Regions from separate parts of the Mus musculus genome. Here all the other regions are linked to region 1. A link is a contact called in public promoter capture Hi-C data. All regions are on one chromosome and are shown on one strand. Each heading gives the region's core, a stretch centred on a gene start, on an enhancer-like site or on the middle of the called end of the contact. The rest is flanking DNA. Distances are from core to core; before and after follow the strand shown. Region 1 holds the start of Med27 (mediator complex subunit 27). Region 2 holds the start of Med22 (mediator complex subunit 22). Region 3 holds the start of Fubp3 (far upstream element (FUSE) binding protein 3).

Region 1 (4,642 bases), core at 924-3,423:
TATTTATCATTTCACATTTCAGATTTGTGCACAGTGCTTCACAGATGGCAAAGCTTAGCAAAACAAAGAAGACATAAAATAAACACCATCAAGGGGGCTGTGTCAAACAAGCTCACTTCAGTCTAGCAAGAAAACTAGGGAGACACTTGGGAAAGTGGGCGAACGGTGAAATCACGAATTCTGGGGAGCCAGTTCCCAGCAGCCAGCAGGACACTGCTAACCACTCCCATGCTGCATCCAACCTCAAATCTTCAGCCACCTTCTTGGCACTACTGTACATTTAATAAGTCAAAGAAATATCAACATTACTAAAGTTTCTAAAGTGATAAAAGGCTGTGACATCCCATTAGAAAGCAGGGCAGAGATGACACACTTCTTTAATCCCACCAGCACCTGGGAGGTAGAAGCAGGGGGGGTCTCTGTGAGTTTGAGGTCAGTCAGCCTGATCTAAAAAGAAACTCTGTCTTAGGGGGGGAAAAAAGCCTCCCTCGGGGGAGTCAATGGAGTGGGGGTAGGGCATGCCATTGTCAAGCTGACAGAACAGGTATGTGTGTAGTTTAAGGAGGGAGTGGAATACGGGGAGGAAAGGCACACAACACTTCACTACTTCCTCCTCCATCCTACTTGACTAGTTGATGGGTGGAGGGAGTCCTGGGGGTTTGCCTGCCTGACACACAGAAGGCACGGAGCTGGAACCAGGCACTATAGAGGAACATGAGGTGGAAGAGAGGAAACCCAACCTGACCAGATCACCAAATGCTCAATTTCAGAAGTAAAAAGCTCAAATCCAAGCCGGGCGTGGTGGTGCACGCCTTTAATCCCAGCACTCCGGAGGCAGAGGCAGGCAGATTTCTGAGTTTGAGGCCAGCCTGGTCTACAGAGTGAGTTCCAGGACAGCCAGGGCTATACAGAGAAACCCTGTCTGGGGGGGGGGGGGAGACCTCAAGTCCTTCCATTCTAATTTCTAAGACAGGAAGAAAACACAAGTTCAGGCACAGAAGACATGCCTACTAAACTGTGTGTGGTGGCACACACCTTTAATCCCAGCAGATTAATCCAGAGAGGCAGAGGCAGGAGGATCTCTTGTGAGTTTGAGGCCATCCTGGTCTACAAATTGAATTCCAGGACAACCAAGACTGTTACCCTGAGAATCCCTGTCTCAAAATCCAAAGTGCCTTCTATGCATGGCATCTGAGTAATGTCTTCTCAGCAAACTCTTAATACACTAATGATGTAAAAGGAGTCCCGTGAGGGAAATATGTAATCCCCAATTATTAGGGGTTAACCTGCTCAAACATTCCTTTCCCGTTGTAGTGAACTGAGTCCTCTGAAACTGAACCTAAATAAATTCTTCCTCTTAAACATCCTAATAGATGTAAGACTGTATCTCTCGAGAAAAGAGCTAAACAAAAGGAATGATGGTGACTGGCAGTGAGGAGCAGGTGGCTTCGGAGGGGAAATGGAAAGAGGCAAAGGTAACGGAGGTAGTCTGAGAATGAGGTGAGGTGGAACTGATGAATTCTAGGCTCTGAGGATGGGAACTGGAGCTCATCGGATCGAGAGGTACGTAATTGGGCCTGGGACAGTGTTGATGGGGAGACTGGCCCGATGTGATGGAGCCCAAGGAAAAGGTCTGATAAGATCGACGAGGTGGAAGTTCCTGAGAAGAGGTTTCCTCATCAGATAGGACCACTACAGCGGGAACCGAGGACCACAGATGACAACCAGGACGAAATGGCCAACAGAATGAATACTAGGTAACGGGACGGGAGACAAGGAGTCCCTGAGAGGCTGACTAGGACCGGGAGATGAGCGAAAGTGACAGCGGACTGTGAATAAAGGAGAGAGGCCCGTGACTGGGCAGACTGGCGCGGGATCCGGGCGGGACAGGTGCCAGAAGGGTCCTCAACCCCGATCCTTTCAGCCAGTACCTACTTGAGGTCCCGGTTGACGGAATGCAAGTTGTCCTGGAAGTTCGCGATGAAGGCCTTCTCGCGGCCCTCCAGCGTCTCTTTGTTGCGCATGCCATCCTTAAGGCAGTCGAAGACCCTACTCACGCTAGAGCGTAGCGCCTGGATGGCGCTAATAGCCTGCGAAAAGGCCTCCAGGTTCACACCAACGCTCAGCACGTCCGCCATGTTGCAGCTGTCACAGCCGGCTTTCCAGAGTCCACAGCCTGAGCGGCGCGCGGCGCTTCGTGATGACGTTGTCCTAGGAGGGTATTGGGATGTGTAGTTTGCGACGTGGCTCCCATCCAGGAAGCTCTAGCGAACTTGGAAAAACAGCGCCAGTCTGACTGAATGAGAGAGTTGACCACAAGTTATGATCTCCATCTAGGGAAGTCATTTTGTCCTCTCCTTTTGCTTAATAGTGAATGACAAAGAAATGCAGAAGCCCACTGTGTATCTCCAAAATTTGAACAGTCACATAGGAATTTCTCAAAACAATAAAATGTCCCCAGAGTACATGAATGAGTCCATATTCATAAATAAAGGGGAAGAACTCTCTTACCTGTAGTAAAATGCCAACACATAAATGAAGGCAGAGTGATACAAGAAAACTGCCACTTGGCAGCCTAAATAATTGGTTAAGGTATGAATCAATTGATGTTTTTTCGAAACAGCAAGGTATTCTATATAGTTTCAAAACGTTTTTCTTTATGAAACTTAAAAGGAAATAGAAAACATTTGGGCTACATGAGGACCTGTGTCCAAAAAGTAAATTAACAATAATAATAATAATAGAAATTATGGTATGTGTCCAAAAGAATTGAAAGCAGTGTCTAAATGAGATGTTTGTACTTCCATATCCACCGCAACCTCATTCACTATAGTCAAGTGTGAAAGGAGCCAGATATCTACCAACGTATAAGCAAATAAGCAAAATGTGATTATATATGATACAAATTGATATATACTGTGACATCAAAATGGACAATATACCTTTCAAGTTAATGGAAGATCAAAACAGGGAAAATAGACCTTGCAGCTTAGGGGATCTGTTTGCAGTTAAGACAGTTAAGAATAAGTTCCTCTGTCCTGTGCAGGCTAAAGTTTCTGTTTGTAATTAAAGAATAAGTTCTATTTGCCTCATGTTAAGTCCTTGCAAGTTAGGGTTTTTATTTGTAATTAAGAATAAGTTCCTGGGACTAGAGAGATGGCTCAACGATTAAGAGCACTGACTGCTCTTTCAGAGGTCCTAAGTTCAATTCCCAGCAACCACATGGTGGCTCACAACCATCTGCAGTGGGATCAGATGCCCTCTTCTGGTGCATCTGAAGTCAGCTACAGTGTACTCACATACATAAAATAAAAATAAATCTTAAAAGAAAAAAAAAAGAATAAGTTCTTGTTCTTTTTGTTTGGTTTGTTTTTGTTTGGTTTTTCGAGACAGGGTTCCTCTGTGTAGCCCTGACTGCCCTGGAACTCACTCTGTAGACCAGGCTGGCCTTGAACTCAGAAATCCACCTGCCTCTGCCTCCCAAGTGCTGGGATTAAAGGCGTGTGCCACCACTGCCCTGCCAAGTTCTTGTTCTTTAGGTAAGCTGCAAAACACGTTTTCAACCTCTACACTAAACTCGTGACCACATTCACTAGATGAGCATCCCTCCCCTTGTTCCTCCCTTTCATTGCATCTTTCTAACAGTCGTCTGTGTGAGCACTCTCCTATAAAAAGGACCTCAAGGGGCTGTGTATTAGTCAGGGTTCTCTAGAGTCACAGAACTTATGGACAGTCTCTAGATAGTGAAGGAATTTATTGATGACTTACAGTCGGCAGCCCAATTCCCAACAATTGTTCAGTCGCAGCTGTGAATGGAAGTCCAAGGATCTAGCAGTTACTCAGTCTCACACAGCAAGCAGGCGAAGGAGCAAGAGCTAGAGCTAGACTCCCTTCTTCCAATGTCCTTATATTGTCTCCAGCAGAAGGTGTAGCCCAGATTAAAGGTGTGTTCCTTAAACTCCAAGATTCAATCTTCTGGAATCCATAGCCACTATGGCTCAAGATCTCCATACCAAGATCCAGATAAGGATCTCCAAGCCTCCAGATAAGGGTCACTGGTGAGCCTTTCCAATTCTGGATTGTAGTTCATTCCAAATATAGTCAAGTTGACAACCAGGAATAGCCACTACAGGCTGCTCTCCCAAATCCTGACTTGGGGTGAGTCAGCTGGCTAGCCACTCTAGATTCACCCCCAAATAGATTACTTTAGTTGGACAACAGTGGATTTGGTCTTTTCTCCTCTAGATTCTCAGGTTTAACATTACCTTTTTTCCTAAGAGGGAAATTCTGACACATGCCAATCAGATAACATCCTAATAACATCTGCAGATTCATGAATCATTTTATTGTTTAGGCGTGATGATAAAGACCTGTAACCCCAGAACTTGAGAGTAAATCAGAAGTCTAGGACTTAAAAGTCAGCATAGGTGCAGCATGGGTGCTATACCAAAAGAAAAAAAAAAGACATGTTTGGGGGCTGGGCAGAGGCTTAGTGACTAAGTGCACTGGCAGCTCTTATAGAGGGTGTGGGTTTGGTTCCCAGAATCCACATGGCAGCTCACAATCAGCTGTAATTGCAGTCCAAAGGGATCTCTTGCCCTACTCTGGCCTTCAAGATCACAGCACACACGTGGTGTACAAG
Region 2 (4,642 bases), core at 1,488-3,987, 2.4 Mb after region 1:
GGCTCAGTCTGAAACCGTTTTACAGGGCACACTCGCGCCAACCCAAATAACCAAAGGCAGTCAAGATAATTTTGTAATTATATTTAGGTACAGAAAATTTAGTGTACATTTAACCCAATTTAGTGGCGAGTTCTTTAGCCTTTGCTTTTTCCAGCTTGGCAATTCGAGCCACAGACTTAGGACCCAGGACGTTGCCTCCCCAGTGGCGACGGATCTGAAATGACAGAAGCAGTAGTCGTTAGCCTGTCCCCCTTACACTTTAAGGCATAGACCAATATTTTATGTATCAATCAAAATTAAGCCTGTGGCCTATATACTCACCTCGTCATATCTGTCATTATAATTGGTCCTAATAGCTTCCACCAGCTTAGCCAGAGCACCCTTGTCTTCCCTGGAAAGGCAATGAGGAAGGTCTCGTTACTGTTTAAGAAGCAGGAGTAATAAACCCTTCCCTCCCTGCCTTTTTGCCTCAGACAACAGTGTGACCACATAGTTGATTCAGGTGAAGAAATTCCTAAGCATCACTGGCAAATGGTCCAAAGCTGTGAGGGTAAGGTGTGGGCGCATAAATACTCACGAGTTAACCTGTGTGAAGGCAACGGTGGTGCATGTCTTCCTGTGGACCAGGTGCCCCAGCCTGGCCTTTCCCTTGATGATGCAGTAGGGCACCCCCATCTTTCGACACAGAGCAGGTAGGAAAACCACCAGCTAGAAGCAAACATGAGCTGTAGGTTGTTTTGGCAGAAGCAACAGCTAGCTGCACAGATACTTTGTGGCAATTGCTCAGGGTTAAAAAGCTCAGTAATTGCACTTCAAGGTCACTTCAGTCAAAGATTGACATCATTGCAAGAGCCACACCAATCTTTTCCCCAGCTCTTCAAACCCAGCAAGAGATCCCAACCTTCCAGAAGCCACACAGAACCTCACACCTACCTCAATGGGGTCTACGTCATGGGCAATCACCACCAGCTGAGCCTTCTTGTTCTCCACCAAGGTGGTGACTGTATTGACTCCTGGAACATACAACACAACCACTTTGCCTGTGTGCTCCGGCTGCTGCAGTCACAAAAATGCAGCTCCACTAAGCTGCGACTCAGGGTTAAAAAGCTCGATTTACTCTTCACAATATTTTCAGGTGAAGAAATTCACACATCACTGCACAGCCTGCCTTACCATCCTCCCTTTGGGGGGTGGGGGGGACGGGCAGGGAAGCACTGACCTGCTCGGAGGACAGGTGGTCTCTTAGTTGGGACGTCGCCTTTGCCAGCAGCTTTCTTCTCAGCACGGGCCAGTAGCCTTTGCTTCTTCTCTTGCTTTGTCTCTGGCCTGTACTTGTGGGCAAGCTTAAGCAGCTGAGTAGCTGGAAAACACATTCAATTGGACTCTAAGCCTGAATCCCTTTAAAGGCGCTGGGGCTATTACTTGGCCAGCAATCTCACGCCCAGGCCCAATTCTAACCTGTCACTTAACCTGGCATTGAAAAGTTGTGTCTGACCTCCTAGCCCTGAATGGCTGTGGCTCATGCCATTAATACCAGCACTCATGAAACAGGCAGCAATGCTGAGCTCCACAACTAGAGACCCTGATCCCCCAACAAAACCACCCTATTGTGGTACACTGATGAGACGGCAGGAGGTCAACACGGGGATCCTTCCTCAACTGCTTCCTCACCAAATCCCGCCCATTCCAGGTGGAGGGACTGGGGACCCCCTTCCACCTCTCTCTTCATAGCTGTATTAGTGTGGCCATGCACTGCAGTAAGGGCAAACTCGGGGCCAGTTTCTGGCTCTGGGGCCCGGAACCTCACCTGTCTGCCTGTCCAGGGCCTGGGTGAACTGGTTAATGGCAGGAGGGACTTTGAGCCGCTTGTAGAGGATAGCTCTTTGCCGCTGCAGTCTGATGTAGCGGGGCCATTTGACGAAGCGCGTTAAATCTCTTTTGGGCTGGATGTCCTGTCCTGGGAAGTTAAGAGGGACACTGTGACCGAGGCCTCTCCTCGGGCCGGCCTGCAGCCGAGGCAGTACCCAGGGCAGGAGGGCGTCGGTGCATCAGCGATCTTGGTGGTTCTAGTGTCATCACCACTCATCTGATAGCAAATATTCTGTCACATCATCTGCACACGACCACCATTCCCCTTCTCACACCAGCCGAGCATGCGCAGTGGCGGCTGCTCGGGACGGTGCCCGGCTCTCATTCAGTCCATTGCCCGTCAAGGCGCCTTGCCCTTGTGACACGCCGACGCCACTCCTTACCAATGCCGAAGTTCTTGGGCCTCTTCTCGAACAGAGGGTTGACCACCTTCTTGGCCTCCTGCTTCTTGACGACGGCGGGGGCCGGGGCCACCTTCTTCCCCTTGGCCTTCTTCCCTTTGGGCTGTACGGAAGAGAGAAACCCGTGCCATCGGGCAGCGGAGTCATTGCCTGTGAGTCGGTCGCTGTGGCTCCCTTTCCGCGAGGGACCCCGAGGAGACAGGGACGGCGGAGAACGCCGCTGACGGGCGACGGGCGGCGGATGGAGGCGGATAGCGCGGGGGCCCAGAGACACTCACCATCTTGCTCGGCTGCTGGAGAAAGAAAGAAGAGGGAATTGTGGGGGATAAGTAAGTGGCCGCAGATATCGCGAGAGCAGGCGCCCTCGCGGGATTTCGGATTTAAAGCGACAAGGACCCACTTCGGACTCTGACAGAGGGGCGGAGCCTGAGCGGGGGCGTGTCGGGCCGCGGCTGCGCGTTCGTCCAGGCGGGCGGGCCCTGGCACCGGACCGCAGGCTCCGAGAGGCGGCGGGAGGCGCCAGGAGTGAACGGAAGCCGCGGGAAGGAGCGTGCGGGTGCTTTGTTCCCTCGCCGTAAGGGCCTGCTGCCGGGCGTGTGTTCGTGGACGGAGCTGTTGTATCGGAAATCCCGGTCCCCAGCCCTCAGTACTCGGTTCGGGCCGGACCAGACTGGTTCTCGTCCAGGGCCCGCCATGGCCCAGCAGAGAGCCCTTCCCCAGAGCAAGGAGACGCTGCTGCAGTCATACAACAAGCGGCTCAAAGACGACATCAAGTCCATCATGGACAACTTCACCGAGATCATCAAGACCGCCAAGGTGTGTGGTAGCTGTTCCGAAGCCATTGGAGAAGGCTGGGACTGGTTTTCCCTGGGGCCTGGGTACAGGGGTGAGGAAAGCAGAGGGAATGTGACTCACCTGACCGGTGCGGGTAGGAGTGAAGAGGCGTTAAAAGTAATGGGACAGCAGATAAATAGAAGAGCCAAATAGTGACAAGCACAGAGCAGAGAGGAGAACTCTGGCCCGTTTGCCAGGGCTCTACGTTAGTTACTGAGCACTAGCCACCTGGGCTGAGGTTTACCCTTGCCATAGATTCTTGTGATGACTGGTGAGTTTAACCCTTAAACACCACAACCCTCATGTTGTGGTGACCTCCAGCCATAAAATTATTTTTGTTGCAACTACAGAACTGTTGTTACCCTTTGAGTCGTAAATGCCAGTGTTTTCCGATGGTCTTAGGCAGCCCCTGTGAAAGGCAATCCACAGGTTGAGAAATGCTGTTCTATTTAAATAATTTCTGAGAAGCCTCAAGCCCACTGAGGTCTGTGTTAGGCTCCAGCTGGTCCACCTGTAAGCTTAAACTCAGAGATCAGAAAGTTTGTCTTTTTAATCCTTTATTGAACATCTTTTCTTTCTTTTTAAGATTTATTTATTTAAGGACTGGAGAAATGGCTCAGTTAAGAGTACTGACTGCCCTTCTAGAGGTCCTGAGCTCAATTCCCAACAACCACATGGTGGCTCACAACCATCTGTAATGAGATCTGATGCCCTCTTCTGGTGTGTCTGAAGACAGCAACAGTGAACTCATATACATTAAATAAGTCAATGTCTTTTTAAAAGATTGATTTATTTAATGTATATGAGGACTCTATTTGCATCTATACCTGCAAGACAGAAGAGAACATCAGACAGAAGAGGGAGGGCATCAGATCCTATGGCAGCTGGTTGTGACCCACCTTGTGGTTGCTGGGAATCGAACTGAATGTACCATCTCTCTAGCCCTTTATTTCTTATAAACTGTCACAAAGACTGGGCAGTGTCCTTTTGACATGAAGTAACCTATCGTCACCCAGAGAACAAGAAGGGGTTGGAGACATTGCCAGTTGTCTAGACAGGAAGTAGGCTCTGGATCTGCGGGAAGGCCTGACAGGCTATGGTAAAGACATGAAGGCGGGTGGCGGCGGCGGCGGCGGCGGTGGCAGCTAAGCCAGGTGGCTGCTCCCTGTGTTGATTCTAGGCTTTTCTTATTTGCCCTCAGATTGAGGATGAGACGCAGGTGTCTCGGGCTACTCAGGGCGAACAGGACAATTATGAGATGCACGTTCGAGCAGCCAACATCGTGAGTGTGGGATGGAAGACACCATGGAGGGGTTGTAGGTAGAGTCCAGAGTAGCAGAGGAAAACAAGGGAGCAATGGGGTGGGCAGAGCCTGTCTTGGGGATTGCCCTCATAGGCACTGGGAGGAGGGCCTTGTCCGTTCTGTGGTGGTGATGAGAGGGAGGGCAGCTGTTCCTGTTGACATGAAGGTTTCCCAAGGCTGCTTGCGAATGGAAAAGGAAATGGTGGAATGAGTCCTGTGTGAAATGTGAGCCTCT
Region 3 (4,642 bases), core at 600-3,099, 2.2 Mb before region 1:
CAGCAATCCTTAAAACTTCACTAGGATGGCAGAGGCAGGCAGAGGCAGGTGGATCCCTGAGAGTTCAAGGTTAGCCTGATCTACAGAGCTAGCTCCAAGACAGCGAGGGTTACAAAAATAAACTCTGCTTGGAAAATAAATAAATAATTCTCATAAGCTGGGTAGCAGTGCAAAAAGCCTCCAACCCCCCAATACTCAGGAGGCAGAAACAGATGTCCGAGTCTGAGGCCAGCCTGGTCTACAGAGTGAATTCCAGAACGGCCAGGACTGCATAGAAAGACCTTCTCGGAAGAAAAAAAAAACAAAACAAACAAACAAAAACAAAAACAAAAAAACAAATTTATTTTACATTCAACTAAGGAGGCCCTGAGCTTCCTAAAGCAGCGACTGTAATTGTTAGTGGTCGAAGAAAGCCAACAAGATGGCTCTGACACTCTAGCATTGAGAGAGATCCAGTACATCTTACCAACTAGTGAAAAACAGGGTTCAGGGTCTTGTCCAGCAAAGGAAAACCATGCCCATGAGCAGAGCGGTGGATGCGGAGCTGGGCGCAAGGTCATCCATTACAATCATGGAGTAACTGAAGTATCATCACACTATTGGATACTCACTGCTCCAACTAGGCAGTAACAACCCACCAGAGAAACTTTTGGGTGAGTCCAACATTTGTGGTAGGTTATAAAACAATGTCTACAGAACCATCAGTATTAATATGCAAAGTATAGGGGAGACAGGTAGGGTTTCCTCGAAGGACTACTGGAAAGTGATGAAAAGACCCCATTTTCACGTGACCGGTCAAACTCTCCCAACAATGAGTCCTGTGGCAGGTATTCTACTAGGAACCAAACCGTCATTAGTTACACAGCCCGACTTTCAAAGAACCAGAGAGTTGACAAAGTCAGAGAAGATAAACATCACTGGATAGAGGAAAGTTTGAGCGTCGGGGTAACTTGTCACTAAGTTTCAGGCAAAATACAAGGACAATTTTGTACTAGGCACCATGCCAGGAGCCAGAGAGGTCCCATATTCATTCAGAGAAGCCTAAGTCCTCTAAAAAGCCAGTTTCACTGACAAAACGCACAATATTGCCAGATGGTAGTTTCACGGTCCGAACGAGTCCATCCCACACTCTTCCCAGTAGAGTTAAGACTAATCGCCAGAAGGAACTCTCGAGGACCACCCACTTAACACCTCCCCTTCTCTCTGCAAAATAGAGAATTTCAAATATAAAATATCCTCGAATTTCTTCCAATATGCTTGAAATGCATTAAGTGGAAGGCGAGGTTTCCCAAAGCTGCAGAAGCCACGTCCAGGGCGTGAGATGGATGCCTGGGGTCTACAACCAGGACCTGCTGGGATCTGAATCATGGAGAGCAGGCCGCTGGGTGCAGTCGGGCGCGCGGGCGCCAGGAGCGCTTGGCAAAAGCTTCCTCTGGCCCCGGAGCTCCCGAGGGAACCGCCCGGGCCTCCCGCGACTCGCGGCCCTAGGCGCCCACCGGAGGCGTCGGCGCAGCGGCCTCCCGCCCCCGGCCTCCCGCGCCCGTACCTGCCGGACCCGGTGCAGGGCATCCACAAAGCCCTCAGCCTTCATGCCCACCGGAGCGCTCTGCCCCTGCACCAGCTCCGCCATAGCCAAGCCCACCGCCACCGCCGTCGCTCGGCTCCCCCGGTCCGGCCTCCCACTCCGCTCCGGGACCCGTAGCCGGAAAGGGAAAGTCGCCCCACTTCCGGCGGAAGGGAAGCGAAGGGAAGGCACTGCTAGCTCAGAGGGAGACAGAGAGAGAGAGAGAGAGAGAGAGAGAGATAGGTTGGGGGAAAGCAGCGTCTGTGAGGCGGGGTCTCAAAGCACGTGACCGCTGTCCGGCCGGAAGTGGGGGCGTGGCCGTGGCGCGAGGGGGGCCTGCCCTGGGCACAGGCAGATGTCCGTCAAAAAGACCAGGTTGCGACCCCGCCCTCCAAAGGCGTGGGCCCCAGGCCTTTAGCAAGCGTGGGACCGCCACCGCGGCGCAGGTGCGGCCTTATAGTCCCCCGCTGTGTGGTTTTGCCACCTGACGGAGGAGAAACTTGGACTTGGCTCTTCCAACACCTTACCCAAGCCGTCGAGGTGCACTGGCAGCCCCCTCCCTCTCGAAGTGGGGTCGTGGTGTGCTGCATTGACTGAGATTGAGCACCTTACTTGGTACTAGGACCCTTAGTACGGCAGGGCTCCGCCTTTGCTGCAGGGAGTCCCAGGCTCCAGAATGGGCCATCAGTTTGCCAAGGATCGGTTTGATGACACTGCTCAAAAGAAGCCTGGTGTCCTCTTTCACATTCTTTCACCCGGGTAACAGGAAATACCGTGGGACCATCATTGCTTCCGGGCCTGCTGAGGCAAGAGATCTTTAGGAATGTTTGAATGCTTGAGGGGAAGGAAAAGGGGGGAGTCTCACTTCAGAACCCCCTGCCTCCGTCAGAACAAAAAGTTACACCCCACTGTGCCAATATGTATGGGCAGTGGGTTTGTACGGAAGTTCAGGAGTTCAAGGTCATGTTCTAGGTCACCCGCAGCTAGCTACTTGAAACTCAATTTACTATTCTTTCCTTCCATTCTTCGTTTCAGTGTGTGCGTGTAGAATGTGTCACCACATACATGTGAAAGTCAGAGGACAACTCCCTAGAGTTGGTTATATACTTCCACCATATGGGTCCCGGGAATCAAACAGGTTATCAGGTCTGGCAGCAAACACCCACACCGCGGAGCCACCTCATCAACCCTGAGGCTCTCGTTTTTTTTTTTTCTTGGATTCCTAGAGTTTGGCACATAGCAGATGCTTAGGAAACTAATTCTAAGTTGAATATCGCTGACTCTGAATGATTCCTAGATTATGGCAAAATCAAAGAAGCTGGCCAAACTGCACAGGTTGATCACTTTAGACAGATCATTTCCAAACCCGTAGGGGAGACCAAGCTGGCACTCTGGATGGTGGAGAGTTTTCACTTCATCTATGCTTGAGTTTAGCAAACACAGAGTTTCAATCTTCAGGACAGACTTGGCCCTACTTGACGTTTGTCCTACCAACCTCTGAGGAAACACTGTCCACTCTTCCATACTCCCAACTGGCTGGCCCTGATGAGTAGAAATGGGATGTTCTTCTATCCAGGGTCTCTTTATCTAACACTTATTACAAACCCCCTGTTGATTTGGTTGGCGCTTGGTATCTGTTCAATGAATACGTAAAGAATTTTGTCCAATGAGGACAGGGGAAGCATCTTAGACAGTGAGTGCAGAAATGTTGCTGCCACCACCCAAGTGGCCTACAGGCAGGAGCCCAGTCTAATTTGTTTACTAAAACATTGAGGATAATTTAAAGCTTTCAAGAAAGCACAAGTAGCACAGAGTTTTTGTTTTTCCCTTCTGCCCTTTTTTTTTTTTTTTTTTTTTTGGAAGGGGGGGTGTTCGAGACAGGGTTTCTCTGTATAGCCCTGGCTGTCCTGGAACTCCTTCTGCCCTTTTGAATAGATAACTTTGGCAATGCATACTCACTCAAATGTGATTCAAACTCAGGAAATAAATGCCTAGCTAGGATTGGCTGGAACAAAGGACTGACAGCAGAGACTCGGTGGGAGGATAAGAAGGTGAGGTCACTCTGAGCTATACAATAAGGGTTAGCCTGTGGTAGAACCTGTCTCAAGACAGCTAAAACCCAAACAAACTGCATACATACTGGTTGTGAGTAGCTTTGCCTCAGAGACCAGCAGACGACTCTTCCGAATGGAGAGACAGCTCAGGCAGGAAAGGAAGCTCTTGCTGCACAGATGTGAGGTCTGTCTCCAGAAACCACATGGTTCTGGAGCTAGGGGAGATGGCTCAGCCACTAAGAGATCTTGCTGCTATTGGTTCCCAGCACCTACATCAGATGGCTCAGGACTTTCTTAAAGTCCAACTCCAAAGAATATAACACTCTCTTCTGTCCTACTTGAGCACTACACAAATGTGGTACACACACACACACACATAAATTATTTTTAAAATACTTTGCCAGGTAGTGGCAGCACACGCCTTTAATCCCAGTGCCTGGGAGGCAGAGACAAGCAGATCTCTGAGTTCGAGGCCAGCCTAGTCTGCAGAGTAAGTTCCAGGACAGCCAGGGCTACACAGAGAAACCCTGTCTGAAAAAAAACAAAACACAAAACCAAAAAAAAGCTGGACCTGCTAGTCCATGCCTGTAATCCAGAGCTTGGGGGCAGGGGTGGGGTGGGGGGTAGAATTTGGTTTGAACGAGAATACCCTGCACCCATAGGCATTGTCTTTGAATATTTTGTTCTCAGTTGGTAGACTGTTTAGGAAGGCTTAGTGGTGTGTTCTTGTTGGAAGAGGTATGTCACAGGGCTAGACTTTGAGGTTTCAAAAGCCCAAGCCAGGTCCAGTGTGTGTTTCTCTCTGCCCAAAAATCAAGATATACAACTCTCAGCTATTGTTGCAGCATCATGCCTGCCTTTCGTGCCACCATACTCCCCACCATGATAACAGACTAACTCTGAAACCATCAGCAAACCCCCAACGAAATGGTTTCTTTTATAAGAGTTGCTTTGGTCCTGATGTCTCTTCACAGCAACAGGACAGTGAACTAAGACATGGAGACAGAAGGATTTGTCTAGCCAA

Evidence for each region. Promoter capture Hi-C pulls out the DNA fragments that hold promoters and counts their contacts. Capture Hi-C pulls out chosen DNA fragments and counts their contacts.
Region 2: a promoter capture Hi-C map of liver shows a contact between it and region 1, with 5 times the contacts expected there. The contact joins the promoter of Med22 here to the promoter of Med27 in region 1. A contact is called at or near these places in 2 of 39 promoter capture datasets (liver and pre-B cells).
Region 3: a contact with region 1 is called in a promoter capture Hi-C map of liver, with 2.5 times the contacts expected there. The contact joins the promoter of Fubp3 here to the promoter of Med27 in region 1. A contact is called at or near these places in 2 of 39 promoter capture datasets (liver and pre-B cells) and 1 of 9 other capture datasets (liver).

The regions. Positions count from the first base shown.
Region 1 is chr2:29,344,341-29,348,982 of GRCm38.p6, reverse strand. It overlaps Med27 (mediator complex subunit 27), which reads right to left and starts at 2,173. Exons shown (of 8, transcript NM_026896.5): 1 at 1,936-2,173. The coding sequence starts at 2,138.
Region 2 is chr2:26,908,737-26,913,378 of GRCm38.p6, reverse strand. It overlaps Med22 (mediator complex subunit 22), which reads left to right and starts at 2,737. Exons shown (of 4, transcript NM_001033908.1): 1 at 2,737-3,086; 2 at 4,306-4,386. The coding sequence starts at 2,964. Rpl7a (ribosomal protein L7A) reads right to left here and starts at 2,572. Exons shown (of 8, transcript NM_013721.3): 1 at 2,549-2,572; 2 at 2,253-2,373; 3 at 1,808-1,957; 4 at 1,220-1,360; 5 at 934-1,013; 6 at 578-708; 7 at 322-391; 8 at 68-214. The coding sequence starts at 2,551. The coding sequence ends at 110. It overlaps Gm23969 (a small nucleolar RNA gene), which reads right to left and starts at 2,118; the gene lies at 2,045-2,118. Surf1 (surfeit gene 1) reads left to right here. Exons shown (of 9, transcript NM_013677.2): 9 at 1. It also overlaps LOC115489587, LOC115489586 and LOC115489588.
Region 3 is chr2:31,569,858-31,574,499 of GRCm38.p6, reverse strand. Fubp3 (far upstream element (FUSE) binding protein 3) reads right to left here and starts at 1,849. Exons shown (of 18, transcript NM_001033389.4): 1 at 1,547-1,849. The coding sequence starts at 1,630.